2 separate regions of the Ovis aries genome follow, and region 2 is linked to region 1. The links are chromatin contacts, called in public Hi-C maps. All regions are on one chromosome and are shown on one strand. Each heading gives the region's core, a stretch centred on a gene start, on an enhancer-like site or on the middle of the called end of the contact. The rest is flanking DNA. Distances are from core to core; before and after follow the strand shown.

The links. Hi-C and Micro-C count contacts between places; a contact is called where the count stands out from the background.
Region 2: a Hi-C map of mesenteric adipose tissue shows a contact between it and region 1, with 2.5 times the contacts expected there. The contact joins the promoter of LOC101102428 here to the enhancer-like site in region 1. A contact is called at or near these places in 9 of 16 Hi-C or Micro-C datasets (blood, hypothalamus, liver and 4 more).

What each region holds. Positions count from the first base shown.
Region 1 is chr18:65,874,735-65,879,466 of ARS-UI_Ramb_v3.0, reverse strand. No RefSeq gene overlaps it. Among named protein-coding and RNA genes, the nearest start is that of CKB, 19 kb to the left of the region's middle. Within about 2 kb of position 1,741, at least 15 of the 54 cell types and tissues checked have an H3K27ac peak or open chromatin away from gene starts, as enhancers often do. A contact at or near this core is called in hypothalamus and liver, where this site is marked.
Region 2 is chr18:65,928,625-65,933,079 of ARS-UI_Ramb_v3.0, reverse strand. LOC101102428 (cytochrome c oxidase assembly factor 8) reads right to left here and starts at 2,448. Exons shown (of 5, transcript XM_027957448.2): 1 at 2,293-2,448. The coding sequence starts at 2,415. It overlaps BAG5 (BAG cochaperone 5), which reads left to right and starts at 1,156. Exons shown (of 2, transcript XM_042235573.2): 1 at 1,156-1,245; 2 at 4,329-4,455. The coding sequence starts at 4,357.

The DNA of each region.
Region 1 (4,732 bases), core at 492-2,991:
TGACCCATCAACTGCCCAACATTTCAAAGAGAATCACAATTTCAGAAGAGTATAGTAAAGGTGGTCCACACTCATCCACACGTGAAAGTGTTGACTGTTTGACAGGGGCCACTCGCACGTAACACCAACAGTCACAGCACCAGGGCAGTGTCTGTCTCAGAGTGGAAGCGCCTTGAGCAGGGGGGGCCAGGGTGCTGCCTCCTCCCGCTTCCTCGAGACTAGAGAGGATGCAGGTGCTGACGTCTTTCCTCTATTCTCCAGCATCAACGAAGGACGCTAACACAACTTTGCCTCTCTAGTCCCGTTCCAGTGTTTTGGTTCAATTCATTAATACTTCGAGACTAGGAAACTCAACCCAGCAAAACACACCCTACATCCTCAGCGAGGTCAAGACAAGAGGACGTCCGGCATGCTCTTTCAGGATAACACGACTCCCACCCTCTACTCACAGGCTAAGCCACAAGATAAGCCCATGCGGAGTCTCCAGAGCTCAGAGAAGGAGGGGAGAGGACCCAGGGACCCAGGGCATTGGGGCTGCAGAGAGAAGCCAGCCGGGCTAAAGGGGAGGACACCAAAGATAGGAGGCAGCGGGTGCCAGTGGGGCTGGATGCTGCAGGCCGACAGAGGGGCCAGCACACGGTCCTTAGGGAAAGGGGTGCGTCTGGGGCTGGTGGAGTGGGCCGCAGCTCTGGTGCTGGGACACGATCCCCAGGGGCCCCTCTACCAAGTCCTCCTGGTCCCACACGGAGGACTGACTGCATACGCTCCCGCTTCCCGGCTTCCTTCCATGCAGAGCACGCCTGCGTGGGAATGGATTCACACCTGCCCCTCCCGAGGGGGACAGGCAGCCAGTGCAGCCCTCGCTCCGCAAACAGCGGGAGGACCACACTGGATACCTCCTGTATGGCCCCCAGCATGGGGCTGCCTGGGGCAGCAGGGTCTGATTTGGTCTGGAAGCAGCACTGTGCCCCAAAGCCTCTCAAGTCACTCCCTAAGAAGTGTTGAACCCGAGTCCCCTCAACGGAACAGAGCGGCGCTGAGCCCACTGCTGCCCTGACATTCGCCCCACGACTCGGGGACGCAGTGAGTCCGCTGTGCCTGCCTTGGCGCAGGCTACTCAGCCCCTCCCTTCCACTGGGCTACCTGGGGTGTCCGGCTGTTCCTTCATCTCCACCTGAGCTCCTGCTCAGCCCTGAGCCTGGCGTCCCTTCACAAAGCACTGGCCATGCCAGGCTTCGCAGCTGTGCTTGTGTCCCTCTTCCTGTGAGGGAACCTTCTAGAGAACATGGCTGGATCCTCAGAGCTCAGCAAAGGGCCCTCTGAGAGCAGCTGTCCCACCTTGAACCCCCTAGTGTGAGTGTTGCTAAGTGAACATACAAATGTAGAGACGACGAGAGACTCTCCCCATCCTGTCCTGAAACACCAGAAAAGAACCAGGCCGGTATCGCCTGGAGTGGTGACACTCAGGGAAGGGGTACAGTTTTGATTTTCAAACACTGGAGCCTGGAGCATTAGGCTGCGGAGGAGAGGAGAGCGCCAGGGCAGTGTAGGAAGCTGCGACACGTCAGGAAGACGCAGCAGCCGCCGGAACTCCCCACAGACCCGGGCACCGGAGGCCCCCAGAGCAGAAGTTGCTGATGAGCAGCTGCAGGCTTCCTTTCTAAGAGGGCGGGCGGAGAGGGGGCAGGAAGGAGGCACAGCACAGGCTGGGGAGGGATGCTCCGCCGGCTCTGTGTATCACCGCAGTCAGAACTTCAGGGATGAATACCAGGGAGCTGGGGCGGGCATGAGAACCTCAGAGCATATAACCACTCAGCCCTGTCACGTGGCCAGCCACAAAAAAGCCACAGCAAAAAATCCACAAGGCAACCAAACCCATGCTGACGGCAGCAGACCCGTCGATCCGGCCCCAGTGGCCCCTGCTGTCACCCTGAGACTGGGTCGTCTTGGCCAGTGTGGTCTGGTCTAACCTCCACCCCAGGGTGACCCTGCTCTGCGGGAGGCTCTGGCTTGTGACTAAGCAGTCAGAGGTAACTGGTGGTGGCCAGTGTTAATCAGAGTTAATGGTGGGGGCCACCTCTAAACAGAGGTAATGGTGGGGGCCACTGTTAATGCCTAAGCAAATCCTGACTAACCTCCTGACTGAACACACCTCACACGCTGGCGAGCCTCAGGTCACTACTCTTTCAAGGGACTGAAACCCAAATGCCATGCTGACCGAGCGACGCTACACGGCCAGGCCCAGAGTAAGGCGCTCACCCAAGCATTTCAGTTTGAAGGTTTGCATCTCATGGCCGATTTCTCACCAGGTGGCCTCCTCCTTGGCGTCTGCAGGAACCTGCATGTCTGGGCTGAATGACACGACACAGGCATCAGTACAGGCAGGCGGGTGGAGAGCAAAGAGCACCGGCCCAAGCGGGACCGCGGGCTCCATTCTCACCTCACCGCCGGGCCTCGTCTGCAACACAGGAAGGGCCCAGAGAGTTGCTGGAGATCAAGCAGGATGGGCCTTGTCCGGACCAAACACCGCTTCCTGCAGCTGTGGCCTGTGTCAGCCTGTCTTAGCCTGGGCCGACGGGGGAGAGGCGGCTCAGGGGGAGACTCAGAACAGCCGCCTCCTGTGTTCCAGACCCTCAGGCCCGTGCTCCGTCACTGTTGCCAATGAATACCTCTTTTGTACTATGTACCAGGCACCACGCTAGGCCCTTGGGTTACAGGAAGGAAACCCCATGGGGCTTACAGTCTAGTAACAGCAAACAGACAAGAGAAGCCTGTGATTGCTGTTAGCTGTCGGGGTGGCAAGGCACACTGGCCACCGAGGGCTGCGCGGGGCAGGCAGGCCTGGGAGTGGCCGGCATCGGCGGCGGAGGAGACTCGAGTCCAGTGGTGAGGCGTCCTCAGCTTCCTGCCTGGCACTCACACCTGGCCCACCGCTTCTCCCTGTCCTCTGGGCACACTGGCAAAGGGCCTATCAACTTTTCTCACAGCGGGCTCTGAGCCCAGAGCCTTATAGACACGGGGGGATTGTCTTCACGAAGTCTCTGCAGGCAGGGAAAGGTCCCCTCCTAAGCACCAGAGAGCGCTGTTCAGGGACTTCTGCGTTCTGGGCAAGCCGGGAGGGGAGAGACGAGGACTAGCCCGTGTTCCCGCCTAACAGGGCCTGAGCCTGGGGAGCTGCTGACCTCCAGACAGCTGCCAGAAGCCCTGCTTTGCACGTGCCGTCTGGGGGCCCCAGCCAGCATCCCAGCATGAGACACCTCAAACATGCCGACCTTCTGGGGGAGGAATGCTGAGGTTAAGAAGCTGGGATCTGGAAACAGGCCACCCAGACGCAGGGCATACAACGCGAGGGCATGCTGCCCGACCCACGTCTGAACAGGGCTCTGAGGACCCCAGTCCCTGCCTGCTCCGCCTGGGACCCCCTGGTGGCACCAACCCCGCCACGGCAAGGAGCAGGCAGAGGCCCACGGTGGCCAGTGGCCCACTTCCTGGCAGAGGACATTCACTTCTGAGCTCACACAGGCTTCCTCGAAATGCCCCGTCTACTATCCATCCTGGGCCCTAAGGCCATCCCTGCACTCAGCGTCCCGAGAGTTGGGCCCAAACTGAAGAAAAGTCTCAGGCTCTCCCAGCAAAACCCATTTTCCACATGCCCCCCTTGCCCGCTGAGCTCCCTCCCCTGGGGACACAAGTGAGGCCCAGGTTTCCTGTCACCTCTGGCTGGCCTCTGCTCTCTCAAGAGGCAAACCAAGACCAATTCACAGAGCTGCTGGCCTCTGGCCTCCTCGTGGACTGGCGGGGACAGCTGGGGGATAGACCCACCTAGACTCACCTGTGCACCATCAGAACGCCTGCAAGGCATGCCTTGCTCTTCACATTGCTCCCTTCAAAGCTACCACTTTTCTCCCCACTTAAAGGGCTGCTGAGCTGTCTAAAGGATTTCACAGCCAATTAGTAATAAAACCCATTCCAACAACAAAACCCAAAAGAGCAAAGTTCTGGGCCCTGCACTCCAAGCTCTTCCTATGCCTGCTGCCCCTCTTGCCTGAGCCGGACCAGGAGGCAGGGCCTCACATACATGCCCCCCCCCCCCCCCGGCGTCCCCGATGCTGCTCACAGAGCCACACGAGCTCCGTGGATCCCATGGTCAACAAGTATCACTCACTGAGCAAGAACTGCTGGGAGAGGGTGTTCCAGGGACGGTTTCCATGGCAATGGTAACTTGTTCATACTGCACAGAGGGAAATTTTTCTTTTAAACATCATCATCTCTAGGTTTCTGGAGCAATATGCTGTGACAGCGCTCACAGCTGTTCTTCTGAAAGTTTCAGTCATGTTTCCTAACAGTTTTCTGCACGGGTCTTCACTTTTGGAAATGAAAAGGACAGTTTGAGGACAAGGCCTGCCATTAAAGAATGTTGTCTTGGTTCCCCCAATGTGCCTGATCTAGATGAGTGGGAAGTCAACCTAACTAGGAGGTAAGCCTTATTTTGAGGAATAAGACGGAGAAGGCAATGGCAACCCACTCCAGTACTCTTGCCTGGAAAATCCTATGGATGGAGAAGCCTGGTGGGCTGCAGTCTGCGGGGTGGCTAAGAGTCAGACTCGACTGAGCGACTTCACTTTCACTTTTGACTTTCATGCATTGGAGAAGGAAATGGCAACCCACTCCAGTGTTCTTGCCTGGAGAATCCCAGGGACGGGGGAGCCTGGTGGGCTGCCGTCGATGGGGT
Region 2 (4,455 bases), core at 1,199-3,698, 53 kb before region 1:
CTGGGGAGCATGTGATCTGACAGCTGAGCTCAAGTTGGATTTGGAAGGAAAAGTGGTGCTTGACGCTGAGTTCTCTACTGTTTCTCTACGAAAACTGGTAGTCAGAGAATTCCCTGGCAGCCCAATGGTTAAGACTCTACATTTTCACTACTGAGGGCCCAGGTTTAATCCCTGTCCAGGTAACGGATATCTCACAAGATGTGCTGTGCAGCCAAAAAATAATAATAATGATAATTTTTTAAAAAGCTGGTAGTCTGGGGCTTTCCTGGTGGCTCAGTGCCAAAGAATCCTGCCAATGCAGGCAACATGGGTTCCATCCCTGCTGTGGGAAGATCCCACGTGCCGTGGAACAAGTAAGCCCGTGGGCCACAACCACTGAGCCTGTGCTCTGGAAGCCACGCTCCGCAACAAGAGAAGCCTCAGGAATGAGAAGCCCCGTCACCTAGAGAGTATCCCCCACTCGCTGCAACTAGAGAAAAGCCTACACTGTAACAAGACCCGCACAGACAATAAATAAACAAAATTTAAAAACAAAACAAAAAAATCCAGGGACTTCCCTGGTGGTCCAGTGACTAAGAATCCACCTTGCAATGTAGGGAACACAGGTTCAATCCCTGGTCAGGGAACTAAAACCCCACATGCCGTGGAGCAACTAAGCCACTAGGACCTGATGCAGTCAGATAAATTAATCAACTAATTAACAAACAAACTGGTAGCTAGAGATGAGAGGTAAATAAATCTTGTAGATCCTAAAAGCAGACCTCCCTAACTCAAGTGAAGAACAAAGAATTAATTAAAAAATACACAGAATGAAGTAGAAATACAGGATTAAAATATATCTCTTTAGATTAAAAAAAAAAAAAAGATTTACAGCCTGTGACTTCTAAGAAGACCTCATATTTAAAATCAACAGTCTCTCTGGCCTGCAGGAACTGAATTACCTAGAGAACTAGCCGTGTGCTCAGGAAGCATAGAAAGATGAGGCCAAACACACAGGAATTACACATTTCCCTGAGGAAAGAACTGTTCTTTAATGTCCCAGCCAATACCTCGCATAATGGGGAACACAGCCCAAGAAAAACACAAGTCATAAGGCTAGAACTGGGAAGGTGTGACTCATGGGTCAGCTGCTTCCCTTTCAGCATCATCGCCTTCACAGGTGGAGGCAGTCTCACAGGTGTGCACCGGCTTGTCACCCGGCCGGCAAAACCTAAGACGGAGCTCGTCTCAAGGAGCAGACCCACGGTAAGACTTACTTCAACAAAAGGTTGGGGGTCAGTGGAGAAACCTGTGTGGGCGCTCTTCTTTTTTCCAGTGCTTGTTCACAAACTAAGCTGGGCTAAGGCCCCGTCCTGCGGGCAGCTGTCTGCCCTTCCGGAGCATTTTCAGATACCTGTTGAGTATCTTTCTGTCCAAAGAGTGGGATGCTGAGTGCATTTTATGTTCTAGGAATAGAAGTCAAGGGCTGTGGCCACTCAATCGGGGAACTGAACCAGAGGCTTGGGATCCCAGTGACCAGCTGCCCTGCTAACAGGCAGGCATGCTTTGGAATTAACAGGCTCTTTTTAGTCCTTCTTTAAGGATGGTTTAAAGGATGCTTTCCAGCCTCCCTCCTTAGCCTGTTGGCAAACGAAGTGTTAGTATTTAGATTTAACTTGGCTTAAACTTTCTATCTGCAGCCCATTCCAAGCCGTTAGCCCATATTTTCATATGACAGCTGGAATGAAGGTCTAGGGCTCCCTCAAACTAAAACATCCTTCCCCAGAGCGGGGCAACTTCTAAAAACTGCTTGCCACTCCTTGCCGCTGCAGGTCTTCATCTTTGGGGACCTCTGGTTAGGAACAGGGATGTATGCACACACCGTTTCCAAACTAGAACTGTTCAACGTGTTGAATGAGCCTACGAAATGCGATAGTAAAGTCTGCCACCACTTGAAGAAAAGCACTAATAGTCTACATGCAGCCAAACGCGCTGGCGCGCACATTCTGTGCATATCAAGAGCTCTTTGACCATAGAGACTAATTATCCTCGACGAGAAATTCGGCACAAATCAACTTGCTCGCGGACTCTGCCCCTACTTGTCAAGAGCCCTGGGGTGGCGGCGACGCAGGAGCCTCGGAGGCTCGGGACTGCCCCACTCTCCCCGCCGCCTGTGTCCGCGCGGCGGGGCGCCGGGGGCCCGGCCCGCGCCGGCTCAGGGACCCCGCTCCTGGGGAGCTCCGCCGACGCGGGGGACGCCACCACAGGTGTCCCTGGGGGGCGCGGCCCGGCCTCTCCAGGGACCTCACTCACCCGGCTCGGCGCCGCATCCCTGCGCTCGGCGCCGCGCTCGGGGGCGAGCTGACAGCCGCGGCCTGAGAAGGCGCGGCAGAGAGCCGTGACGACGAGCCTCCTCGCCGGCCGCCGGGCCGCCATAGCTGCCCTCCGCCGACTCCCGCGCCGCACGGCAGAGTCGCGACGTCGCGAGGCGCTACCTTACGGCACCGTCGCAAAGTCCGCGGGAGGGCACGGCGCGGCGGACCGTGCGCTCGCCCGGCGTCTGACAGGCTGAGGGGTTGGACTGACGGCGCGTCAGGGCCGCGGCTCCTCGGGAGCTGCCATCCTCGGCGGCTTCTGCGCCGGGCGGCCAGCGGCGGGCTCGGCCAGGGGAGAAGTGCGGCGCGGACGCCGGAGGACGTTTTTCCCGAGGCGGGGGGGCGGGTGTTCGGCCGGGCCCGGGGCGACGGCGGGAGCTGCGGAGTCGCAGGGCGTCGGCGGCGAGGCGCGCCATGGCGCGGGCGGCACAGGTGAGCGCGGGCGGCCGCGGCGCGACCCTCTCCCTCCGCGCGGGCGGTCCCGGACGATCCCCGTCTCCCGGGTCCGGAGCCGGCCGGGCCCGAGTCCCCTCCCTCCCCGTCGGCTCGCCCGGCCCGGCCGAGCGCGCCCGCCCCCTCCCCCGCAGGCCATTGTGAGGTCAGGCCGGCGGGTGCGTCGTGGGGTCCGGGCGAGACGCCCGGAGCGGCCGCCGCGGCCAGTAGCTGCCGCCGCCACCGCCGGCCCCTTCACCGGCTGCCCCGACCAGACCTAGCCGGGAGGGCTGAGAGGGATGCAGCTTGGGGCCCGGCGCCGGTGCCGCACCCCGTAAAGGGCTGACCTACCACCTGGCCACTTCACCCGCGGGACGCCAAGACCAAGCCCGCTTAGACCGCGTCTGGGTAAAGTGCCGGGAGGGCAGGGCGAGGGGGCAGGAAAGAACCGAGGCAGCCCGCCGCTCCGGGCCTCTCCGGAGGCGCGTTCTTGGCTCGGACACCGGCAGGGGATTAGTTTCGATTGAGCATCCATCCCCCGCCCGTGAGCGTTTGAAAGAAACCCAAGAACGTGGGCGGGGGGTGGGGCGGGGGGAATGCATTAAGCCACTCGAGCCTTAATGGGAGGCTGATGAATGAGTTAGTCATCGTTGTCGCATTGTCTTGCGGTGTGTTTTGGAGGGGGGAGCATAACAGGGCCTAGGGGGTACCAGGCCTCCAAAGCCCAAGCTAGTGCCTTTATCATAATGCCAGGCGCCTTCCCTGTGGAATTCAAGCCTCTGCAAGGAAGTTTATGAGGTCCACAAAGGGTGTGGCGAGAAACAGGGCGTCTTTCTGGAAGTGTCTAACGGGTGGAGAGGCACGTAGAAACGGGGACTTCCGCGAGTGCCCGCGAACCCCATTGTTTGTTTCAGTGGCTCAGTTCCTTTTACGGGAAGCTAGGCCGGGTGGGTGGAGGAGGAGATGGCAACCCACTCCAGTGTTCTTGCCTGGAGAATCCCAGGGATAGGGGAGCCTGGTGGGCTGCCCTCTCTGGGGTCGCACAGAGTCGGACACGACTGAAGCGACTTAGCAGCAGCAGCAGCAGGCCGGGTGGGAGTGCTTAGATGCCCCCCAAAGGCCCGGAAGGTTATAAGAGCTACTGGTTTACTTTCCACAAAGGTGCCCTTCTCTTGCCAAGAAGCAGCTTCCACTGTGAAGACCTAAGGTGCTGGTGCTTTTTCCAAGCTGACAGCTCAACCTCATGCCATACTTACGTAGGCACACGCTGCTCTCTTTTACAACTGAGGAAAACTGAGGTTCCCAGGCCCAGCACTCCAGCTTCCCTTCCACACTGCAATGACCCAGTCTCAGTCACTGCCATATGGAGGTTGCTTGCGGGAGAGGGGTTGATAGACTCTGCTTTCTGTCCTGAAGTGTGGTCTTTGGCTTGCAGTGACAACAGGCCCTTTCGTAAGCATATCTTTTTAGAATGAGGTACTAATACACAAGTACCATTCTTCAGGCTTTGTGGTGTAACAAGTTATTTTTGTCATCTTTTAGTGCTTGTGAAACTGAACACAACAAAAGTATGGAGATGGGAAACCAACACCCTTCTATTAGCAGGCTTCAGGAAATTCAAAAGGAGGTGAAAAGCATAGAACAGCAAGTACTTGGTTTCAGTGGTCTG